Regions from separate parts of the Mus musculus genome. Here region 1 is linked to region 2. A link is a contact called in public HiChIP or PLAC-seq data. All regions are on one chromosome and are shown on one strand. The core of a region is the stretch at or near the end of the contact, and the rest is flanking DNA. Distances in the headings are between cores, read along the strand shown.

The links. HiChIP or PLAC-seq counts read pairs in DNA pulled down with a chosen protein or histone mark.
Region 1: an H3K27ac HiChIP or PLAC-seq map of hepatocytes shows a contact between it and region 2, with 3 times the contacts expected there. The contact joins two enhancer-like sites. A contact is called at or near these places in 9 of 39 promoter capture datasets (the 3T3-L1 cell line, 3T3-L1-derived adipocytes, cranial neural crest and 5 more), 21 of 484 Hi-C or Micro-C datasets (ECoMG myeloid progenitors, ECoMG-derived neutrophils, differentiating embryonic stem cells and 8 more), 7 of 115 datasets of contacts at active chromatin or transcription factors (the HPC-7 cell line, embryonic stem cells, hepatocytes and 2 more) and 2 of 9 other capture datasets (liver and pancreatic islet).

What each region holds. Positions count from the first base shown.
Region 1 is chr16:34,813,017-34,818,073 of GRCm38.p6, forward strand. Mylk (myosin, light polypeptide kinase) reads left to right here. Exons shown (of 32, transcript NM_139300.3): 2 at 2,419-2,586. Among named protein-coding and RNA genes, the nearest start is that of Mylk, 31 kb to the left of the region's middle. Within about 2 kb of position 1,810, at least 7 of the 459 cell types and tissues checked have an H3K27ac peak or open chromatin away from gene starts, as enhancers often do. A contact at or near this core is called in hepatocytes and liver, where this site is marked.
Region 2 is chr16:34,747,423-34,752,550 of GRCm38.p6, forward strand. It overlaps a transcript of Mylk not described here. Among named protein-coding and RNA genes, the nearest start is that of Mylk, 35 kb to the right of the region's middle. Within about 2 kb of position 1,544, at least 13 of the 459 cell types and tissues checked have an H3K27ac peak or open chromatin away from gene starts, as enhancers often do. A contact at or near this core is called in hepatocytes and liver, where this site is marked.

The sequences.
Region 1 (5,057 bases), core at 560-3,059, 66 kb after region 2:
TGTTTGTGTAGCAAGTGCCTTTTACCTATGGGTCCATCTCTCCAGACTTTAAACCAGATAGATCTCTCTCTCTCTCTCTCTCTCTCTCTCTCTCTCTCTCTCTCTCTCTCTCTCTCTCTCTCCCCTCTGTCCTCTGTCCTCTCTCTCTCTCTCTCTCTCTCTCTCTCTCTCTCTCTCTCTCTCTCTCTCTCTCTCACACCACACACACACACACACACACACACACACACACACACACAGAGGGTTTTTCTGTGTAGCCCTAGCCATAGTTGTCCTGGAACTCACTCTGTAGATCAGGCTGTCTGTCTCCCAAGGGCTGGGATTAAAAGTGTGCCCTACCACCATCTGGCCAAATCAGATTTCTTAAAAGCTTCTTATCCAAAAAGGGGGGGGGCAGAGAGAGGCTGGAGAGATGCTTCAGCAGTTAAGAACACTGACTGTTCTTCCAGAGGTCTTGAGTTCAATTCCCAGCAACCACATGGTGGCTCACAATCATCTGTAGTAGGATACTATGCCCTCTTCTGGTGTGTCTGAAGACAGCTACAGTGTACTCATATAAATAAAATATATCTTTTCCAAAAAAGCTTCTTGCCCACTCAATTTAAAGAAAATTTAGGAGGAAAAATTAGGTTTGCTAATGGTTTGCTCTATATGGTTTGCTTTCTGCTGTGTAAAATGCCTACTTCTCTATACCCACAGAACAGCACCATCTTGCATAACAGAATGGTGGGTATTTTCAGTTTTCTCTTTTGGTCTAAGTTGCATAACTCCACCCTCACTTCTGCTACTCACTTGTGTCTGTCTGCGAACAGGTTCCTCCCTCACACTGAGATGGATGCACTTCTTGGGGTGTTATCATTAGGTTAGGCAGGAGGAGTGAGATCTGGGGTTCCACGAGGGGAAGTATGTAGTGTAGTCAACTCTAAGGTGCATTTCAGAACGACTAGGAAAAGGTTCTGTGCAACATCACCACAGAGCAGTGATAACGACCCAAGGGGATAGATGTGCTGACTGTCCTGACTTAGAGCACATGACATCAGGTACCAAGACATCACATTCCATCCCATAAACACATGGAGTAACTATGGCAACCAAAATTAAATAATAAAGCAAAAACCTTAAAAAGAGATCATAGACAAAGGTCTTCCAGGCAATTTGCAACAGGTGAGTGTTCAATAAGTGACAATTTAAAATGTTATTTGTTTGTTTGTTTGTTTGTTTAGTGTGTGTGTGTGTGTGTGTGTGTGTGTGTGTGTGTGTGTGTGCCGTGATGTGTATGTGCGGGTCAGAGGACAACTTAAAGGAGTCATTTCTTAGCTGGGCGGTGGTGGTGCACGCCTTTAATCCCAGCACTTGGGCGGAGGAGGCAGGCGGATTTCTGAGTTCGCGGCCAGCCTGCTCTACAGAGTGAGTTCCAGGACAGCCAGGGATACACAGAGAAACCCTGTCTCAAAAAAACAAAAAACAAAAAAACAAAAAAAAAGTAGTCATTTCTTTCCTTCTAGTCTGTGGGAACCAGGGATCAAATTCAGGCCATCATGTTTGGTGGCAAGTGCCTTTGGATCACCAAGCTTTCTTGCCAGTCCACCAAGAAGTGATAACTTATTATTTTTGCACATCAGCATCTTCTAAATTTTACCTTGAAACGTACTTAAAGTTGATAAGAAGCAACTACAAAGAGTTAGATATTGATTACCTCAGTGGGCAGCCATTGTTCCTTTTCACAACAGCCCTTTAGTCCTAGCTAATCTTGCCAGCCTGCAGACGTATTGTGTCTAGTCCCATATCTGCCTTGGACAGAGTCCCAGGTTCAAGGTGTTCTTGGCAGCGATGGCATCGTTTTTTGCTGTTTGTCCGTTGATGAAGGTTTATCCTCCCAGGACCTTAGTTACAAAGGATGGAGTCAGTCTAGATACCGTCTAGTGCCACCTTCCTTTCCTTAATGCTTGGATCTTCGAGCCTTTGTACCATATGGTCCTTGGCTTAATGCCACACCTTCATTCAGTCACCAACTCTCACCTTCTCACCTAGGCCCGCAACACATTAACCCCAGTCTCCTGCCTTTCTTGGAGGCCCAGTGCCATTGTTTGTAGCCCATGCTCTCTTACAGTTCAGGCAGAAGCAGCTGGGACTTCCCACCTCAGGGCTTCACGTAGATGTCAGTGAAATCTACAAGCCACCCTGTTTCCCTGATCTCGACCAAGCCATGCTCTGTCAGAAAACAAATGGAAGCTCTTAGTGGGTACTATGATGGCAGGTGTGGCCTGGGAGCTGGGCTCTAGGACTGGCTGTTTTTCATCTGGTACCTTATATGGAGAGGCCACAATGGGCTCAAACCATAGGGCTGGGCAAGTGGTATCTATGAGGAAGCCGGCATGCGTGTATTGTAAGACCTGACTTGCTCCTCTTCTTTTGTAGACCATGGGGGACGTGAAACTGTTTGCCTCGTCACACATGTCTAAAACCTCCCACAGTGTGGATCCCTCGAAGGTCAGCTCCATGCCTCTCACCGAGGCCCCAGCTTTCATTCTGCCCCCTCGGAACCTCTGCGTCAAAGAAGGAGCCACAGCCAAGTTCGAAGGGAGGGTAAGAAGTGTGGTTGATCAAGAGGCAGGGGAGGCCGGGAGCGGGGAGCATTCCTCACACCTCATTCTCAGTAAGCCTGACGTGGCAGAGAGCCTCGTCTCCCTTTGGGCCTTCACATAAATTGAATGTATACCATCTTGCTGTTTCTTGGTTCATGGTGAGCTTTGGTCTGTGTGAATAGACTCAGTAATGGAGGAGACCACGGAAATTGACCATCTTAAGGTATTTTGCTGCTGGATATGTTCTGGATACATGTGCCTGGTGTCAAGAGGAATGCATCTTGGGTTTAAATATGTGCTCCAGAACCTGGGCTCCTGAGAAATGAAATGAATTTTCTCCTATGTCTTCCCTGGAAGGAACATTTTTATCAGCTGACCTCTTGATTCCACGCAGCGTAGTGGAATGACAAATAGAATCCTGATGTCATTTTGTCACCTTCTGCCAACAAATCTCGAGCTTGTGACCGTCTGGGGCCTCCATTTCTCCTTCTGAAAGTATGAACAACCTTTCTCGCCTGCTTCTTGTTAAATAGGCGAAGATCAGAACATAGAGGAAAAGCTATAAGACTGGCTGATGCTTTAACTCAGGGAAAACCCTTTTAGTAAGCGTTAGGTATTAAATTAGCTTTACACGGAGGTGACGTGAGCATGAGGGAGGTTATGGTTAGTGTTGGAGATCAAGCACAGGGGTCCGTCCCCCCCCCCCCCCCCCGGAAGCTTAAAGGCCTTGGTGTGAGCACTCAATGAAGAATAAGGAATTCCTGTGTCTCTGTGACTCTGTAGGTGTGAGACCCTGGAAGCAGGTGAAGAAAGGCCCAACAGACATGTCTTGGTGCTATTGGCCTTACCTGTGTGTAGGTGACAGGTTACGCCATCTTGTCACTTGGAGAGTGCTTAGGAAAAGGGCCAGAGCTTCACTGAATTGTAAATGAGACACTGGCCTGTCCAGTTAGGACCTTTGAGAATAGATCTGTCCCACCATCCGTATTTCTTTTATTTTATCTAAAGCAGATCAAGGGGTCAATATTAGGGATGTGTATGGAGGTTCCACCAGCACGAAACTCTCTCCTGTTGCCCTAAATTTAATACACCTCCTTATATCCCTACCCAGGAAGAAACCCTGAATGGTCGGTCAGAAAGAGGAAGTACTGATTCATGCCACAGCATTTGTGACCCTTGAAAACATTCTAGCACACGAAAGAAGCCAGGCAGGACAGGACAAAACCACATAATTCTTATATTTCATTCCAGTATGGCATCTTTGAGAACAGAAAGAAGATGAGCAGCCCAGCAGGTATCGGAGAGAGGGTTGGGCGTGGCTGCCGGGTGTTCAGTTTCTTCCTGAGATGGTGAAGATGCTCTGAAACTAGATAGTGCTGGTGGCCGTGCACCTCTGTGAATGTTCTTATAAAGCGCTGAACTGTACACATTATAAAATTTAACAGCCCTTTAAGACATGCCTTAGTCAGCAGAACACCCCACCCTCTTACCACACTGCTGCTGAGCGACAGCTCCTGCCTTGGTTTGGCTTTCTCACAGCACAGTGAAGCCCCAGCTGCTGCTATGGCCATTGTCACAAAAGAGCCACATCTTTGAGCTGAGAGCCTTGGAACCTTCATGAAACAAACACTCACCTGGTAGTTAGTGCATCTGCTCTCTTGTACCTTCTCTGAAGCCAGGCTTTCATTATCTGAGGAAAAACAGAACAAAACAAAACCTGCTAGCTGTCCCTAGTTCACAAGAGGCTGGGAAGAACAGCTAATAAGACATTAAAAGTACTTCATGATGTTACGCAGTACTTCTCTGGCTGATTTGAAAATCACATAATACAAGTTCAATCACCTTGAACAATTCAGTATCATTTGGTACAGTTACCAAGTTGTGTAAGTTACTGGAACGAAATCACTGAGTTAAATCACTTAAAGTGTGGGTTTCTTTTGACTCCTGGTTACTAAGCTTTCAGCCAAGGTTGCCTGGCCTGTTGCTTTTGGGACCATGGAGGGGCAGCAGTGACAGTAGGACATATGGCACACAAAGCTACCCACCCTCTGTGACCCAGAAACAAACAGGAGTCAGGGTCCCCAACAGCCCTTTCAAAGGCGCATTCCCAATGACTTAATTCCCTTCCACGAAGGCTCCACACTCTAAGGGGTCTGGCAACACCCAGTAGTGACCACCCTAGGGACAAGCTTTCATTATGTGGGCCTCTTGGGGACAAACCAAATCCAAATTATACCAGTGTTGACTGCAGAATCCTTGAAACAGCCTTGTCTTGAGAGTATTTGATTTTGACTTATGTTGACCAACTAGTTGACTCTGCATATTCTCTGTGGCTGTGTGTTCCTTATGAATCATCCCATGGGTCTGTCTTGCCACTTGTGAACCCCACCAGGATCAGCCCGGAACACTGCCTTGGCAGGATGCTGAAATATGCACAGAAGGCTGTTAGGAAGGGATAGTCATGTAGTCCCT
Region 2 (5,128 bases), core at 294-2,793:
GTTCAGAGGCCAGCCTGGTCAACATAGCAAGTCTTAGGACAGCCAGAACTACATAGAGAGACCTTGCTAAAACAAAACAAACCACCTAGACAAACAAATAAACAACACAAAACCCCTCACCTTCTGTCCTTTCTGCAAAGCTAGTGGAATTTAGAGAACAACACTGTATAAAGTAATGTTTTCCAACAATAGAGACATTCAATATAGAGCAATTAAAAATGTTTTGAGAGTATAATTACATTTCCCCTTTCCCTTTGCTCTCTCTAAATATTCCCCACTTTTCTCTCCTTCAAATCCATGGCCTCTTTTTTCATGAATTATTAGTAGATACATATGATATGTGCATATATACACATATGCACACACACAATCTGTTGAACCTTTCCCTGCCCTCCACCTCTGGCCAACAAGGGGTATGCACAGAAGCCAAGAGGTGGGATCCATTTGCATGGAAGACTTACACACATAGATGCTTGGGTCCCAGTAGGATCAACTGGTTGTCATGGGGGCTCAGAACCAAAGAATTATCAAGCAGTCATCCAGTCTGAAGACAGAGCAATGTCACTGCAGTGAGCCCCGGTGTCACGTGACTTCTTTCCTTTCCCTTTGCTCTCTCAGCCTCCTGTCCCAAGGAGTCCTGAGGTGCCAGGCAGCAAGCTGCCTGTCCGTCACATATCTCCCACATCTCCCATTTTGCAGGTGCCTTTCATTATTCCGATTTGAATTTTAGCTGCCAACCTCTTCCTCCAGGTAAAGCTCACAGGGTGAGTAAGCGCTGCTCTTACATGCACGTGCTCAGGGCTGTTGGACCTGGTTTGTCACCACAGGCCAGGAGGTCATCCTTTCTGCCTTGGTACCTGCACCTCAGATGCCAGGCTGTCGAGTTGTGGCATGACAGGCGGGGCTGGGGCACAGGCCGGGTCAGCAGGAATTGCTGCTTGCAGCTCAGGGACTGAGGGAGGCTGACTTTTCAGCTGCTCCCTGGGATCTTCTTTTCAGTGTCCTCCTGCTCACTGTCCCTGGGTGTCTGAGGGCGAATGCTCACAATGGGAACCCCACTAGGGAGCTCTGGGAATTTCTGTGTAGATCCAGCTTCTCGAATTTCCCAGCGCTGTCCCCTCCCCCACTCCTGGTAGGTCTGTGCCCCTCCCTCCTATTCTGCCCACCCTGGGCTCTGCTGCTCTGCTCCTCCCTCCTGGGTCTCAGTGCACAGCCCTCTGGAGACCCAAAGCCCCCGGGACAAAGGAGAGGGGATGAGGAGAGGATTTCCTTTCTTTCAGATCTGCAGCTTGATTTTCCCTCTAGCTCTGAGCCCTTAGATCTAATGTTAATTTGTTAAGCCAGGGCCTTATAAATTACTTCTCATATTCGTCAGAGAACACTGGTAATTTGGGCACATATTGAGGTTTAAAAAAATGCAGCTGTGGTGTACCTTTTGTTTCCAGAAATTAATGATTTTTTTTTTTTTTTTGTTAAAGTACAGGTAGTTCTTCAGAAAACTGGCAGGAGGCAGGTGAATTTTGAACTTTAACCATACATTCAGATCTGTCCTGTCCTGTTTACTGGCTGGGTGTTCTCGGGGAACAGTAGTGTCTTTATTTGACCATGAAAGGGCAGTTTCAAAAATTAAATTGCCAAGGCTGTAGTAATTCAGTCACTGAAGTGCTTGCCTCCCAAGTGTGAAAACTTGCGTTTCATTTCCAGAAGCCATGTTTAAAAAAAAAAAAAAAAAACAGCCTTGGTGGCACAGGCCCATAATCTCAGCCCTGGGAAGGCAGAGGCTGGCGATCCCTAGGGTTCATGGCCAGCCTGTCTAGTAACCAGCCACCTACTAGGTGATCTTCAGGTCTGTGAGATTTTCTATCTCAAAATAACAAGGCAGATAGGTGGCTCCTGAGAAGAGACACCTAGAGTTGACTTTTAGCTTCCACATATATGCATGCATGCCAGTTCGTGTTCATCCATACATACATGCTTAACTACCGGATGGAAAATAGGGAAATCATTATTATAACCTACTGAGTCACAGCATTCATCATGCCCATGGAATAACTATAAATGAGCCAGCAAACATAATTAGCTACCTACTCTCCACTACGTTGTGTGGATGAGCATAAAGCCAAGGGTCTTAGCCCTTCTAGACTTGGGTCTGTATGAGGACACAGTTGCCATGAATGAAGTAAAAAGAAAACAGGAATGACGCAGAACTTAAAAGTGTGCAAAGCAGCAAGAAGCTCAGGGCCTGCTGTGGTGGGGAAGGCCTCAGACACAGGAAGAGAGCAGGGGGATGTGTGCTGGGAGAGAGGGCCAGGAACTCTTGGCTCCATGTCTGCAAGGGCTCAGCCCCTTCTCAGCTGGCACCTGGTGGGACACCTTTGACCCCGTGCTGTTCCCCCAGCCATGCCTGTCTGCTTCTCCTGAGATTTATTTCCTGAATGATTTTCATTTCTGGGCTTGTTTTCTTTCTGCCCAGAGTATTCCAGGCGTGAATTCAATTTTATGCTGAATCGAAAATAATGAGAGGGAATTCTATGGCTTCAGCAAAGGCTCCGTCCCATGGAAGTCTGGTGGTTTCTGGGGGCTCTGTTCTCTCTTCTCGTGCTTCGTTTGTCGCTCTAAACTGCTGAGCACTGGACTAATGGAGACATGCCCACATGAGTTTGCAGGAGCAAGGAGGCATAAGAAGCACCGTGGTGAACTGAATCACCCACAGTTTTCATCTCCCATCTGTGCTGATAGAAGACTGTGATGGGCTGGGATGACCAATGTCTTCTCCTAAAACAGAGGAATGGGCACAGACTGGCCCTATTGTCTCTTCTAGTTGGAGCCCTAGAGTCCTTAAAAGTCACCCTCCCTAATTTGCTTTACTTTAAATTGTTATTTAGCTTTGGTGGTATGGGTGTTTTGTCTGCATGTGTCTATATATATAGAATGCATGCTGTGCCCACGGAGGCCAGAAGAGGGCATTGGATTCCCAGAACTGCAGTTAGAGATTGTTGTTAGCTGCTAAGTGTGTGCTGGGATTGAAGTCTGATCCTCTGAAAGAGCAGCCAGTATTCTTAATGCCCGAGGCATCTTTCCAGCCTCTGCTTTGTGAGTCTTAAAGCACAGTCTGACCATGCCACCCCATCTTCAGAAACCTCTGCTAGTTCTGGTCCCTTGGAATAATCTCACCTAGAAATTCAGAAACACCCCACCCCCACCCCCACCCCCACCCCCACCCAGCCCCGTGTCTCTCCAAGTTCGCTGCTTTGTCCCACAACAGCCTTCACCTAGTGAGTACTTCCCTGTCTCTCTGGTGCATTCTCTTCTGGAACATTCTCCATGTGCCTCTTTGCCGGTTTAACTCTTCTGTCTTTACCTGGTTGTTCAGCAATGAGTTGAGTTTCTATTTCTTGACCCCAATGCAGGCTGCCTTTGACCTCGGCTTCAAAATCTGGAGCAATCTGTTCTTGCAGAATTTAAGGTGACAAGTCATGCAGGATTATGGAATGCTTTAACATTTTATTTGATTTTTTTTTATGGTGAAAATTTATAACAACTTTGGAAAATCTGCTGGGGAAGGGTGTAGTGGTGTTTATTCCTTACAGCAGGGTTCCAGAGCTGTAAAATAATGTTTCCCTTCTAGTCCAGCTGGCTCAGTGGGTCCAGGGACTCTCTGATGTTTGCCTTGTTTTGATTTCTGCTTTTGTTTTTTTTTTTTCTGCACAAAGCTCCCTGGATGATTCTGAGAGCAGCCAAAGATGAGGCTCAATCCTGAGTGGATTTTTTTTTCATGATGTCGTTGTTTCTTTGTTTTGTGAATTAGCAATAAATCTTCAGAATTGACAAACCAACTCTGGTTAGGTAAAAAGAAAGAAGGGAGGGAGGGAAGGGAGGAGGGAAGGAAGGAGGGAGGGAGGGAATGGGGTAGGGATAGAAGCTGTGCCTTGCGTAGTTAGTTTCTCAGGAAACAAGCATCTCCTCTGATGCACACATTTGACAGTGGCCAAGCATTTTGTTCATAGAGCTGCATACTCGTTTCTTCATCATTGGTACAACTAAAATGAAAGATCCTTCCGAACTATGTTAGTTTCACATGATTTTGGGATGTAACGCTGCTGGTTTTTACAATCAGTGTTCATGAGTTCTGAATGGTGGTCAATCCTTGTTTCAAGACAGACACTGGGTTAAGATTTAGATTTGTTGCTGTTTTTGTTTGTTTTTAGGGCATGTTGTCTCTGACTGTGTGGTATTTTATTTTGGGTCTTTGCATCTATGTCTCAAGTGAGATAAAACTATTGTTTTTGCTTTCTTTGCCCAGCAGTGTTTAAGCCTCAGATTTTTGACACCTTTCCTTCTTTGAAATGAATAGAACCACTCTCTGAGACACTGAAAGATGCTGTAATTTCCCTACATTTCTTTTTCTTCTCTCTCACCTGAGCCTCTCTCTTTCTCTTTCTGGATGCAGAAGTGCTACCTCCTCCTCTCCTGCCCAGCTAATGGCTGAATCTGCTCTTTATTGACCAATAAGAAAAAAAAAATAATGAGTCAAAAAATGCTTCATAGTAATGATAACAAAATCCAGACTGCACCCAGATCTCCCGGAACTAAAATCAGCATCTGAATACACAGGGAGCAGACTATCCCCTAACAAGGTCCAGGTTTTACATTTAAGTTTGATGTGGTTTGGTTTTTGAGTCAGCTGTTATACTTGTCTCAAGACATAGAGATTCTTTTCTCAACAGGAATGTCTAGTTGTCTACTGTAGTGAAAAACTAGCCCTCCCTGTTGTCCCTTTGTTGAAAATTAATGGAGCATGTGTGTGGGGGATGTCAGCTGAGTATTTCCCACTGCTTTATGTGTTTATCTTAGCAGTGATACAGTATCGAGGCCTTTGTATCTTTATTAGATCCTTTAAAATCGAGAAGTTGAATCAACTTACTCCCTTCTCAAAGTTGTTCAGCCATTCTAGAGCTTTTGCTGTTCGGATAAATTTTAGGACTTCCATGTGGATGTCTACATTAAAATCCTGCTGTAAGTTTTGTTGTTGCTGTTTGTCTGACTGATGGGTTGATTTTGTTTGTTTGTTTGTTTGTTTGTTTATTTGCTTTATCTTTCTGAGACAGGATCTGTTCATACTCTTGTA